2 separate regions of the Mus musculus genome follow, and region 1 is linked to region 2. A link is a contact called in public Hi-C data. All regions are on one chromosome and are shown on one strand. The core of a region is the stretch at or near the end of the contact, and the rest is flanking DNA. Distances in the headings are between cores, read along the strand shown. Region 1 overlaps Col5a1 (collagen, type V, alpha 1). Region 2 holds the start of Col5a1 (collagen, type V, alpha 1).

Evidence for each region. A called contact is a pair of places that touch in the nucleus more often than the background predicts.
Region 1: a Hi-C map of uterus shows a contact between it and region 2, with 1.7 times the contacts expected there. The contact joins the enhancer-like site here to the promoter of Col5a1 in region 2. A contact is called at or near these places in 5 of 484 Hi-C or Micro-C datasets (3T3-L1-derived adipocytes, embryonic fibroblasts, nephron progenitors and 1 more).

The regions. Positions count from the first base shown.
Region 1 is chr2:27,954,286-27,960,654 of GRCm38.p6, reverse strand. It overlaps Col5a1 (collagen, type V, alpha 1), which reads right to left. Exons shown (of 66, transcript NM_015734.2): 10 at 2,392-2,433; 11 at 2,108-2,170; 12 at 194-268. Among named protein-coding and RNA genes, the nearest start is that of Col5a1, 71 kb to the right of the region's middle. Within about 2 kb of position 3,799, at least 19 of the 459 cell types and tissues checked have an H3K27ac peak or open chromatin away from gene starts, as enhancers often do. A contact at or near this core is called in uterus, where this site is marked.
Region 2 is chr2:27,882,960-27,889,576 of GRCm38.p6, reverse strand. Col5a1 (collagen, type V, alpha 1) reads right to left here and starts at 3,152. Exons shown (of 66, transcript NM_015734.2): 1 at 2,653-3,152. The coding sequence starts at 2,761.

The DNA.
Region 1 (6,369 bases), core at 2,550-5,049, 70 kb before region 2:
CTTGAAGTAAGTTTCTCTAGGAACCTCACCAAGAGAGTGGGATTTTTCTTTCTCCTCCTGGTACCAATGACAGACTGGATCACATGGACCTAGAGCAGCTGCAAACACCCTGCCCAAACCCCATTCCTGGGACACCGCAGATCCTTCCAGGACCCACCCACTGCAACCCCTCATCCCAGCTAAAGATACTCACCGGCAGCATGAGCATGGTACCTGGGGGGCCAGGCAAGCCATCAGCTCCAGGAAGACCTGGGCGCCCAGGGGGACCCTGCAGCCAGGGAGGAAAGAAAACTGGTCAGAAAGACAAAGGGACATAGCTGAGCAGCAGTGTGAGAACGAGAGGTCAGAAAGCAGGCTAGGCAAGCACAGAGCAACATGAGACTCCATAACATGGAATGTTCTAGAAACATTGGAATGCTCTAGAAAGGAGCAACATGATAGGGGGCTGTGGAGATAGGGAGTGAGGGAGCTGAGTTAGATGTAAGAAATTCTGAGAGGAAAGGCAGGCGATTGTGTCTAGTTCCAGGCTGGAGGCTTGAGAAAGGCGGAGGCTGGCTCGTATCCTTCCATGTAGCCCCTGCAGTCTTTACCAGAGTGGGGACTGAGAACTGCAGCCCCAAGCTCTTCTGGCTGAATGAGGACAGTGTTTATCTTTCAGTTTATCTTTCATCCAGTCCTTAGCTCTGCATGTGGTCAGGGGCTGGAGGACAGGGTAGAGCACCCACTCGCTTGGACAGACCCAGAGATAGGTGAGAAGAGAAGGAAAGTCCACCCATGGGAGCACAGAGCCATCCAGAGCAACTTTAAGTATGTTCGGGATTAATTTTCAAGCCCTGGCTTACAGGGACAGAGGTCAGACCTCCTTATAAAGTGAACTCAAACTGAAAGACCCTCCCCAAACTGAATCCAGCTAGTGGGGACACCCACCCTTACAACCTCCATTGATAGCGGCAAGTTTGGAGGTGGCCAGGCAAAATTGATTTTGCTTCGCTGGTTTACAGAGCCATTGAGGGGACGTCCCAGCAAGGCACTTAGTTCCCCGAGCATCACAGGCATGTGCTCTTCCTGCTGCCCGAGGGCTGGTCACCCTTACCTCCTGAATACTGTCACACTCTTTACTCATTGCCCAAACCACCATGCTATCCCAGCTGCTGCCAGAAGAGGCCCTAGCCAGCAGAGCACGCTACAGGATACCCTACCATGTGACGACATCATATTCTGCCTTTTCATTTCATGCTTGACTACCTAGAAAACTGTGCTTGCTGGTCCAAGAATCAGAGACAAATGCCTGTCCTTACCACATGTATGCATGTCATCAACTACAACTTGGCTGTCTGAATTTTTTGGGGGGTGGTTGGTTTTTTGAGACAGGGTTTCTCTGTATAGCCCTGGCTGTCCTGGATCTCACTCTGTAGACCAGGCTGGCCTCGAACTCAGAAATCCACCTGCCTCTGACTCCCAAGTGCTGGGATTAAAGGCATGCGCCACCACTGCCCGGTCCGGCTGTTTGATTTTTAATGGTGATATTCATTAGGTGAGCCAGCAGAAAGGGGAGGGAGGGATTCAGAAACCCACAGGCTTCAGTGCACGAACCCATCACCAAGTATCAGAAGAAGCTCAAGGCCCCATGGCATGGCTTATATCCCACCCAGAACAAACCTCCCCAGCCAGTGGCTTGATTGCTAATAAGAGGGGCTAGTGTGAGAACCAATGCAGGCTCCAGGTCAGGAGCTGCTCCTGCAAAGCACAGAGGAAGCACCCAACCCAAGCTGTCACTTAAAATGACTCCTGGGGCCACTGATGTAATGTAGAGCCACTGCTGAGGGTTTAGGGCTGACTGATGGCTGCCTCTGGACCCAGGTTGGTTATTGGGCTCATGGCACATAGCCAGGTGCAGTCAAGTCCATAAAGATCTGAGGGGGTGACATGGGCTGGCCCTGGGAAGAGGGGCAATTTGAGGAAGGAGTGGTTGTTCTTACTGTCATTTCTACATTGAATAACAACACAGGATCCAGAGCGGGGAGGGAAGACAGCCTACAGGCAGGAGGAAGAATACACAGACAACCCCCAGAGTCCATGGTCTTGGCACTGAACTGTGGTCTCTTACCCTTTCTCCAGGGTCACCCATTTGGCCAGTAGGACCTGTAGTTCCTGGAGGTCCTGGAAGACCCTGGAATTAAAATAAAGTCAAGACAGAGTTTCAGACCTGGCCTCAGGGCAAAGACCTTCTCCTCTAGTTAAGTGAGAACAGAAGCAGGGTCAGGGAAGTCCTTGCCCGGGTATCTGCGAAAGTGAGGAGTATCCAACTTTCTATCCAGGAGATCCCCACCTCCTCCCCCCCCCCCCGTAGTTCCTGTCACAAGTCAGAGGCTAATAAAACCAGGCACTCACAGCAGGGCCTTCAGGGCCAGGGGGCCCCTCGATCAGCATCCCCTGCAGAGAGAAAGAGAAAGGGGGCAGCTAAGACCAGGAGCCCAACCCAGCTTCCAAACTGGGTAGACAACAGTCAGCCAAGAGGTCAGTCGGTCCTGCTAGGGCTCATGGGAAATAGCCTGTGCTGGGAGAGCACTCTATCTTTGCAGAACTCCAGCCAGTGACCAGGGGCCCACGGGCGCCCCTCAAACACAACTTTGACAAAAACACCGCAATTTGCCAAAATGAGAAAACAGAGCCCAGACACAACTCCTGTGCTGTCTTTGCTGTCTGTCTGAAGAGTATCTGGAAGGACAGAATGGACCCCGGGCCCAGGACCCCAGGTGGACTGATGGGAAAAGCTAGGAAGGCCTAGGGTAGTCAGGCCTCCTGCCTCAGCCAGCAGAAGGCTCAGTCCCTCCTCTGCCCAGCGCCCTGCTGACATCACTCTTCTCTCCATCATTCCTGGGCCCTTGGTCCATCCTGCCACTAACCCTTGCTGTGCCCAACCCCCTCCTCTTGTCTATTGGCTCTGTCTTGAAAAGAGAGCTTTTCTGTTCTAGGATCTGTATTTCTGGATGTCCTCTTTCAAAAAGTACTCCCAGATTTCTCTTGGTCTCCCTACCACCACCCACTTAGAACATTGAATTTCTGAGTCCCCACGTATACCTTAGGAAAGAGGATCTGTGCTTGGGGCATGAGTAGAGGGGGGCAAAATCAACACAAGAGTCCTGTGGGGCTGGTACTCAAGAGTCTGGACAGGCTTTGGGTCGATAGCTGCAGGACCCTGTCGAGACACTTGCATGCCTGCAGGCTAGCCACGTGCAAGACAGGCATAGTGTCTGCCTATTCACTCTCGAGATTGCAAGAATAATGAGTGAGTGGCTGGAGGCCTTGGCCCTGGGCCAGGTCCCTTTCTAGTCTCCCAGCCAAAGGAAACTAGGAATGGCTATTCTCCCAGGATAATGGATGCCTCAGATATGTCTTTGAAAGCCCACAACTCTCTTGTCAAACTTGGGCTTAGTCTTGACAAGTGAAAAAAGACCTATGTAGGCATAGGTGTGAGGCCTGGCAGGCTGGTCAACCATAGCCAAGGAGTGTGGGGTGAGGTGAGGTACAACTGACCAGGGGCTGCAAAGTGCCACACACACACACAAGCCTTATTCACACTGCCTATGAGGTCCTCTGGTCTCTAGGAAGCCGTACACCATGTTTACACAGATGCGCCGAGGAGAAATATTTGTGCGTTCGATGTACACGGAGAACTCATCCAAGCTGCTCATCTCCCACTTCCCATTTCCTCTGACAGGCAGCTGGGAAGACTCAGGAGTTGGGAAGGGAGATTAAGGGGAACACTGCAGGGCCCAGGAGACAGCAGCTGTCTTTCCAGATACACATACTGTTGTTTTGCAGAGCGGGGGCAGCATTGCTGGATCTCACAGGAGGTCAGTCCTGGATCACCCAGGTCAGATTAAAAAGGATAGAGGAAGCAGCCCGGTCCCATGTTCTTCTGAGGCACGCTATCTCTACCCTGTACCTCACCAACCCACCTACCACTGAATGCACTGGGGCTCGCAACTACAGGAAATGGTCTCTGTGGCTTACAGGGCTGCAGTCACTGGTTGCCTGTAAGGAGTAAACTCAGCTACCCCCACTAACTCCCAACACAGCCACGCACATGCTGCCCACGTTCACACAAAGAAAGGCACTGGGTGGCAGGCTCAGCTCTTCACTGTATGTAACTCAGAAATGTCAAAGCATCCTGCCTGAGGGCTGCAGAGATGGCTCAGTCAATAAAGTGTGTGAGCATGAGTCTAGATCCCTAGTATCCAAAATACATACATACATACATACATACATACATACATACATACATACATACAATATAATCCAAAAGCCAGGCATGGTGGTGTGCACCTGTACCGGAGACTGGTGGAGCCCTGGAGCTCACTAGCCCAGCAGTCTAGCCAACTGCTGAGCTTATCACAACCATCGTAATTCTTGGGGAGCCCTCTTCAGGATGCTGAGGGCACCTGCACACACACAGCAGACACTTATGACATACTAATCTTCTTTAATCTTTAGGAAATAAAGTGGAGAGCAATTGAGAAAGTCAACTGGCATCTACCTCTGGCATCTGTATATATGTACATACACCCACAGGTATGCACTGCACATACCCATACCAAAAAGCATGTGTGTGCACATGCATGTGCACACACACACACACACACACACACACACACACACAAATGAAAAGCTGTTTTGTTACTTTAAGTACATATGGTTAAACAAAAATTCAGAAACAGAAGACCTCAGGCTTGACCAAACTTCATTCTGTAGCCTAGGCTATCCCAGAGCTCAGATCCTCCTGCCTCAACCTTCCTGGTATCATAGGTATGTACTGTCATTTGCAGCTCCCATCCTTAACAGTGGTCCGTTCATCTGCTAAGCAGTGGTCCATTCACCTGCTAAGCAGAACTAAAAGCAATGTCAGAGTCGGGCTGGGCTCGCACAGCAGACATTGCCTAGCATAGCCAAAGCCACGGGTTTGAACTTCAGCACTGTCGTTACTGGGTATGGTCTACAATCCCAGGACTCAGAAAAGGAAGGAAGAAGCAGGAGTTCAAAGTCATCCTCAAGTGCATAGCAAGGCCAGCCTGGGATACTTGAAACATCGTCTCAGAAAAAGACAAACCAGGAACGGCTTGAGGTCCAACAGGTAAGAGGTGTCCAATCAGGACTTAGTGGTCCCTGACCCAGTGTGGGCTGATGCCAAGGGCATTGCTGGATCTTCCCCCATCTCAGCCAAGCTAGATCTGTCCTTTTGAGGAACCCCTTGTCTTGCTGACAAATGAGAGGAGCTGAACCTCGGTGGAAAAGGCCTGCCAGGTCCTTCTGGATGCAGGGTTGCACTGACCCTGTGCCCAGCAGTTGGTGTAAACCTATTCTGTGGGGCAGATGTAGGGGATGGGATATCAGCCACCCCGACACAGGGCAGGGTATGCACCACCAGTCCCCAGGGCCTCCATCTGTTTATGTATGGCTAAGACTGTGAAGACATCTGGCAATTCTCCGGGTTGACAATTCCAAATGTTTACATTTCTCTCCATGGGGACTCACCAAAGGCCCTGTGGACACTCTGAGGAAGCTGGGAAGAAGCAAGCATCAGGAGGGGGTGGGCCCCTTCTGTAACTGCCTCCAGATGGCTTGTGCTGTTCCCAGAGAAGAGGAACTGGACCATGTAGATAGAGATGGTGTCCGGCAGGCCACCTCTACATTCTCAGTGCTGTCTCTGGCTCACCTTCACCCACAGCCTTCTTCAGGGCAGCCCTCTAGTGGAACTCTCTGCATGCCCCTCTCTCCTCCCAGAACTGGGGTGCCAACTCTACACACAATAAGCTTAAGTAAGTCTTATTCAAAGGTATGACCCAACCACTTCTGAAACTGGGGACCACCCTTGAAGCCCACAGAGCCTCAGGTGCCTGCCTTCTCTGGAACATCATTGACTCGGGAAAGACGCCCCTTTTAGTGAAGCACCAGGGAGCCCATCAATGGGCTGCAAGTGATGGCCAAGTCCACCTGGGGCCAAGTGCAGTTGATGTGGTGCTCTAAGAAGGCCCAGCACAGCAGGGGGGGCATCTGTGCCACAGCCTTCCTCTGGTGTGGAAGAGAAAAAGCCTCAGACATGTTCCAGGGGATAAGTCTCTAGTCCCTTAGGATGCTCCTCTTCAGGAATTTCCTTCTCCCATGAACATGAACTTCAGTTGAAATTTCTCATGAGGTTGAGCAAAAAGCCCCATGTTGGGCTAACCTTATGCTCTGCACCCTTCGCTGTGTGCAATCCATGCACTGATTTGGGCCCTGATCCTACAGCCTCAGGTAAGGATCTTTTCTCTGGACCCATAGAGAGATCTAGGAAGAGATCTGGGAAGAGCCTCTGTGTCCTCAGGCTCA
Region 2 (6,617 bases), core at 1,903-4,402:
TGTACAATCTGTATTCTACTCAACAACTGTAACCCTAAGAGGGTACAGGAAGTTGTTTTGGTTTGCTTTTTTAAATGAAGAAAGAGGCTTCCAGCCAGAGGCAGGAGCAGGCAGCGGGCATCAGCTGCCCTCGGCTAAGGGTGTGACTATGAGGAGCATCCAGAAATATCTACAGGGTGGGGTAGAGGGGCAGTCTCTGGCCAGCACCGCAGGGCCAGCCCCCAAGACAGCATCATCAGAGAAGAGGCTGTGAGCTAGCCCCCAGAGGGGACTCATCTACCACACAGCTGGTGAGGGCACACAGCTCCAACCCTGCAGCCAGAGTAATACACCCTGACAGACACAGGGGGCTTCTACAGACTGGACTTTGTGGGAAAAGTGAAGGAGAGATAAGGGGAAGAGAGGGGAGGAAGGAGAGGGGAGAGAGGAGAGAAGAGGAGGGAGAGAGGAGGGGGGAGGGAGGAGAGGGGAGAGAGGAGGGAAGGCCCAAGGATGTCCCTGTAGCCAACTCATTGAGTCACAGGAAATTTAACCATTCAGTATCTGTCAAGTCTTACAAAACTTGGCTGGCTTTCCCCGCAAATTATTGCAAAAAAAGCAGTCACATGACCCAAGCCCACCAATAGCACATGGAAGAGATGACCTCAATTTCCAAATATTGGGGTCACATTTCATTTCTCATTCCTCCCCCCCTTAAGGCTTTTAGCAGCTCCCAGAGCAATCGGACTTCTCACTCCTTCACACACTTGGCCAAGAGAGAGACAGAGGATCTGTGCTCACAGAAACCTCGGAAAACATCTGGCAGGTCCGAGAGGGAGAGCAGAGCAGGGTCTGTTTGCACTTTCTCCTGACCTGTCAGCATCAAACGTGCACTGCTGCCCCTCTGGCCATGCACTGAGGGTGACTTCAAAGTGGGTCGCACCACAGGAGCAGAGGGGAAAGCTTCCCGAAGCCCACCCAGAAAAGCAGTTTCTTTATGTGCTTCTAAAAGTCAACTCTGTCCAAAGCAAAACAGCTAACAGCACAGCCAGGACCCAGGCAGCCCCTTCCAAATGGCCGCACCCTCAACAGCACAGGGAAGTGGGGCAGAGCATAGTAATAGAGTGACGAAGAGAGGTAGGTGGCCACAGGACAGGGCAGGGCTGGGACAAGGTACAGGGTGGACAGGGTGAACCCGGAACACCCAACCTATGCTAGTGGTAACCCCAGCTTCCCAGGCGAGAGGTCCACTGAAGGCTTCCCTCCTGGGGTTCTGGGGCGCACAGGGGAACATTGTGGGGGTATAGGGAAAAGAGAGGCTGACCTCTCTTGTCTCTCCTCCACACTTTCCTGAGGGCCTTCAGCATTCCCTACTGCTAGCTTAACCCTGGGAACTCCGGGGCAGTTGGTCCAAGTTCCACAAGAGTGAGCATCGTCAGCCCATGCTCTCCCTCGGTCCCCGCAGGCCCTGGCCCCTCCCATTTCCACTCTTGCTCATCCTGTGGCCACTGGACACTAATGGTGCCAGAAAGCAGGAGAAGAATATTGTAATTGGCCATGGGGGGTGGAAATGGATTCTCCTGCTAGTCCTAGTAACACCAGCTAAGCTAAGGAGAGCCCTGTCACTGCGCAAGGGCTGACCACTCCACCCGCTGTTCGGCTGCCTGAACTCTTTCTAACTGCCTTCGCCTCCCTGTATCAGCACATGCCTGGTGCCTTCCCACCCTGGGCTATGGTGTTTAAGGGCTCTGGGGAGGTTTATCCCACAACTAACTAACAAGAGTGATGCTGAAAATAATATGCCTGCCCAGACCTGAGCCTGAAAGCGCTGAAATACAGACAGGGACAATCCCAGTACCTCCCTGATTCTGCCCATTGGATCAGGGCTCCTTCAGAGAACCCAACCTGGCAGGAGTCTCACATCTGCAGATCATCTGAGAAGCTCCCAGCCCAGACTCCAAGGCCCTCTCCAGGCTTCCCGTTCATCCCATCTTTGGGCAGAAAGCCCAAGAAAACTACCTCTAAGGGGTTTGGAGGTTTGACGGCTAGGAGTAGGGCTGGCCTACCTCACAGGGCTCCCCAGTGCCCCTGAAGACTTGTCAGGGACTACAGGGAACTCTGTCCCCTGGGAATTGCAGAAACTTAGCTCAGACAAGCAAGAGGGTGTGTACAGAGGGAAGTCCATAGCTGGGGTTTCAAACTTCTGGGATCCCCCTCCACCCCTAGGCGTCCCTGAGGAACTGAATGGCCTTGACTCTAGGGGGCGGCCCTTTCCAGCTTTCAGAAGGAAAGTTTCTGCTTAAGGGCTGCGTGGGATGCAGCGGGTCGCCTGTGATGTGGGACAGAAAATGCGAGGTTTGGGGACAAAAGTGTGAGCACCTCTGCTGGGATCTAACACGAGGCAGATTCTTCCTTGACTCGACCAACAGCCCCACCCAGCAGGCCCGTTTGAGGAGGGGGCGGTACGCCGCGGGGATGGAGTTGGCCCGGCTCCCTCTCCTGGGCCCCCAACGAATGGTATTCGTTGTCTTGCCCGGTGCATTCCACAGGCCAAGGAGGAAAGTTCTGCAGGCTCGGAGGAGGCCGGCGGCGAAGGAGCCCGAGATGACAGCGGCGCGGAGGTTCTGCGCACCTCTTACAGTCCCCGAGGTCCGGTCCCCAGAGCACTCTTACCTGCGCGGCTCGAAGGCGGCGCCCACAGCAGCAGCAGGAACAGGAGTAGCGGCGAAGACAGCAGCAGGGCGCCTGGGCGCGCAGCTTTCCAGCGGGTGTGTACGTCCATGCCGGCGGGGTGCGCGGGCCGGGGAGCGGGAGACGCACACGATGCACGGGGACCAGAGACACGTCCCGGGTGGCGGACGCTAGGGGAGCACGACAACTTCAGGGAGTCATAGGAAGCTCGGCACCCGCCCGATCTCCCCCGCGGCGGTGGCTGTTCTGGAAGAGGCAGCGGGCGCGCTCGCCCACGGCGCAGGGATCGACTGTGGCCCGGGACGGCCGGGACCCCCTCGCTGGCTGCTCGCGCACTCCCTGTCCTCCTCCTTCTAGTCTCGTGGCCTCCTCACCGCTGCTGCCCCGCGACCCGCTCCCCGTGGGCGCTCCGCTGGAGTGAGGTCCTGCGCCAGCCGCGGGGACCAGGAGTGCGGACCTCGCCTTCGGCGCTGAGCACTTTTCCCCCCTTTCCCTCCCTCCCTCGCTGCTGGCAGACAACGCGGAGGCTGTGGATTCCCCCACCCCCCACCGCCCCCAACGCCCGCAGCAAATCAGAGCCCGGCGCCCCGCTCAGCAAGGCCGGTCCCCGCCTCCCACTGGGCGCCGAGGGCGAGGGGGTGGGGATAGCGGGCGAGTCGCGGCGAGGAAGGGGCTGGCCCGGGGCGGGAGCGGACGTGGGACGGGGCCGGCGCCCCCGTTCTTTCTCCCCGCTCTGGGCGGCGGCCTCCAAAACCTGATGGCCCACCCTGATCCTAGATTCTTCCCGCCTCAGGTACCCCGACCTGGCCAGACTCCAAGAACCAACGTTGAGGGACCCCCGAAGTTTGATCGCTGGAATTCAAAAGAGAGATTGCAGTACCACACAGAACTTTCTCTTTAAGGAGGAGTTCCGAGAGCTCCTCTTCTGGGCGGAGACTCAACTTGCAATTCAGCCAGAAGGGGCTCCCTAGACTATGACTGACAGGCCAATACAGCGCTGGGGACCTGCCTTCTACCTCTCCACAGACCAGACTGTCAAGGATGCCCAGAGGGGCCTTAAGTGAACAAGGAGTGACCAAGTTATTAATCAGGTGAAGGTCAGTCTCAGATCCCACCCCACCGCCTTACTGCTGTCCCTAGTGGCCCAACAACTCACAAGGAAAAGGAAGAGCCCCCTTCCAGAGCTGACAGCTGGAAAAGGAGAGGGGCTCCCAGCTCCCCATCTACAGCAGAGGGAGACAGGAGTTCTCCCAGACTTCTCCAGGCCTGGGAGGCCCTGCAAAAGCCTGACTCACTGCCCTGCCCTTCTCCAAGGGCTTCAGGGTTTGTTTAGAAAGAATCAGAGTGAATTAAGAAGGCTTTCAGACACAAAGCTATCGCTCCCTTTGAACACATTGCAGCCTGAAAGAATTTTGTAGTGATGGAGACCGGCCTGGGACATCTCTCTCCGGCTGCATCCTCAGGCTCCCTAGTTTCTCATTATTCTCCAAACAAGAGGAGAGTGGCAGTCAGGGTGCAGAGGCATTCATGGGATAGAGGCAGTCAGAGGGCAGAGGCAGTCAAGGGGCAAAGGCAGTCAGAGGGCAGAGGCAGTCAGGGGATAGAGGCAGTCAGGGGGCAAAGGCAGTCAGAGGAGTTGCTGGGATGGCCATGCTCTGGTTCTTGAATCTGAATGGGGGTGGCTAGTACTGACTTAATTCAAGCTTTGCTTAAGTGTGGAATGTACCTTATAGGGAACATCAGACAGTACACAGAATAGAGGAGGAAAGCTGGGGATGCAGCTCAGAGGCTGTGCACAAAGGTCCTAAATTCTATCCAGAGTACAGAGAGGGCAGAGGGAAACAAGCTTGAGTGGACATGCAGACAGACAGACAGACTCAGTCACAGTACAGTAAGAGTTAAAAGCCAGCTTGTACTTGTTATGGAATAATTATGTATGTGTGTAAGTTGTATAAATGATAAGATGTGTATGTGTGTGTGTATGAACACATGTGGGGGCATGTACATGCATATGTGTGTCTCTGTGTGTGTGCTGTGTATACTGTGTGCTTATGTGCCATTCCATTGGTGAGTTTCATGGGGATGAAAACCTCAGCCATCCGGAGGCTTTCACCAAGCTCACCTCCCCATCCCCAACCTGCATCAGGTCTACATATCAGGGGAGGTCTTTCTCCCATCCACAGACGGGGACGCTGCAAGTCAGGCGGGGTAAGGGGCTTACCCAGAGCACCAAATCAGCAATGCGCTGTGTCAGAGCCAAGATGAGTGCTGCAGCTGATCAGCAGGCACAGGGTTCTTCCCTCTTCGTGCTATAATACAGACTCAGAACATCTGCCTTCCAGCAGGTACACCCTAGGCATCCTGCTCAGGCTAAGCCAACCCATACCCAGCATCCTCCTGTGCCCAATTGGCATCTCATGATAATGGAGAGTATTGGTCATGGTCTGTTCACCAGCATGAGTCTTTGAGGAAGCAAGCTGCCTGTGGGCCCCATCTATACCAGCCTGCACTGTTGCACCAGGTCTCCATGATCATGGACATAGTCTTGTGCTTCTGCTGTGTTCTTTCCATCTCGCCTGTCTCTGTATATCCACCTCCATCCAGTGTCCCCTGCATGTCCCTGCCATGCATACATGCCATTACCCTCTGTTGTAGAATACAGTCCTCCAAGCAAAGCAACTGCCATTATTATCAGGTCAGCTGTCCCTGCTTGCAGGAGTCCATCCTGATTAGGCTTGTGGACTGTTGCTGTTCTCACATAGAAGCAGACAATGAGGGAGGACCTTTACCTGAGACTCTGGGGAGAAGCAAAGAGGAAACGCTAAGGGGTGGGAGGTGCTTCCCTCCTTCTCGGAGCATATGAAGTCTCTCAGGCACATTACAGACTGGCCCTCCAACAGGTCCTGGGCCCCAGCAGCTCTGCGGTAGGTGCAGAAGGTCATGATGAGCTGTGGCTCTGCCTTGTGTGTAGAGATATTCACACCAGCAGGGATGCCTTTACATTTGTGCCCAGGGAAGAGCTCCACCCATGCGTCCTTCAGCTGGCATTCAGAAGCCAGACCGATGTCCCACCCTTGTACATGCCATTCATTAACTGCAAAACCTGGGCAGATGAGTTCCCTCTCTGCGATGCTTGTCACCTATGAAGTGGAGTAATGAAGCTGACTCTGGGATTCCCAAAGACTCAGATGTGAAGGGAGGTGGCATGTTTGAGACAGAGGGGCAGGCAGCTCTGGATTTTCCTTCTGTATGCCAGCCACTCCCTGCACCAAGTGTTTCCATGTCCTGTCCACTAAGACTGGCTTCTTTAACCTAAGCTGGCTAGCCTTTCCCCGCTGGTGCCAAACAAGCCTTTAAAAATGATGGGATTTCCAGGCAGAACAGCCCAGGAGACACTAGACTGACTTTTGGCATGAGAAGCAGGTTTGCAGGGAGTCAGACGACAAGCGTCCTGAGATGCGTTTTCCAGACGGTGGCAGCTGGCGCAGGTCGTCTCCTGTAGACTGTTTCACAGAGCTGGCTTGAGATTGCAGGCCAAGGAAAGTGTCCACAGGAGAAATTTCTGCTTTGTCTCTTGAAGAACTGTCTGCAGGGGTGGAGATATTGCCCCTACAGCAGAGGACTGTTCCCAGGATCAGTGAAGTCACCTAAAATCACCTAAATTCCTGCTTGTCTGTGATGACAGTCCCACACAAGGATCTGATCTCACATGCTTCTACATGGTGGCCAGGATCATAGGCAGCTCATGCAGAGGCAGCCAGCCCATACTGTGGGAAGGGCTCAGCCCACTGTGGGTGGTGCCATCCCTAGGCAGGTAGTCCTGGGAGATATAAAACAGATAGCTGACTCAGAGGCTGGGAACAAGCCAACCATTGGTGTTCGTGCATGGTCTCTGCTTCAGTCCCTGCCTTCAGGTTCCTGCTTGAGTCCCTTGGTGACAGACTGTG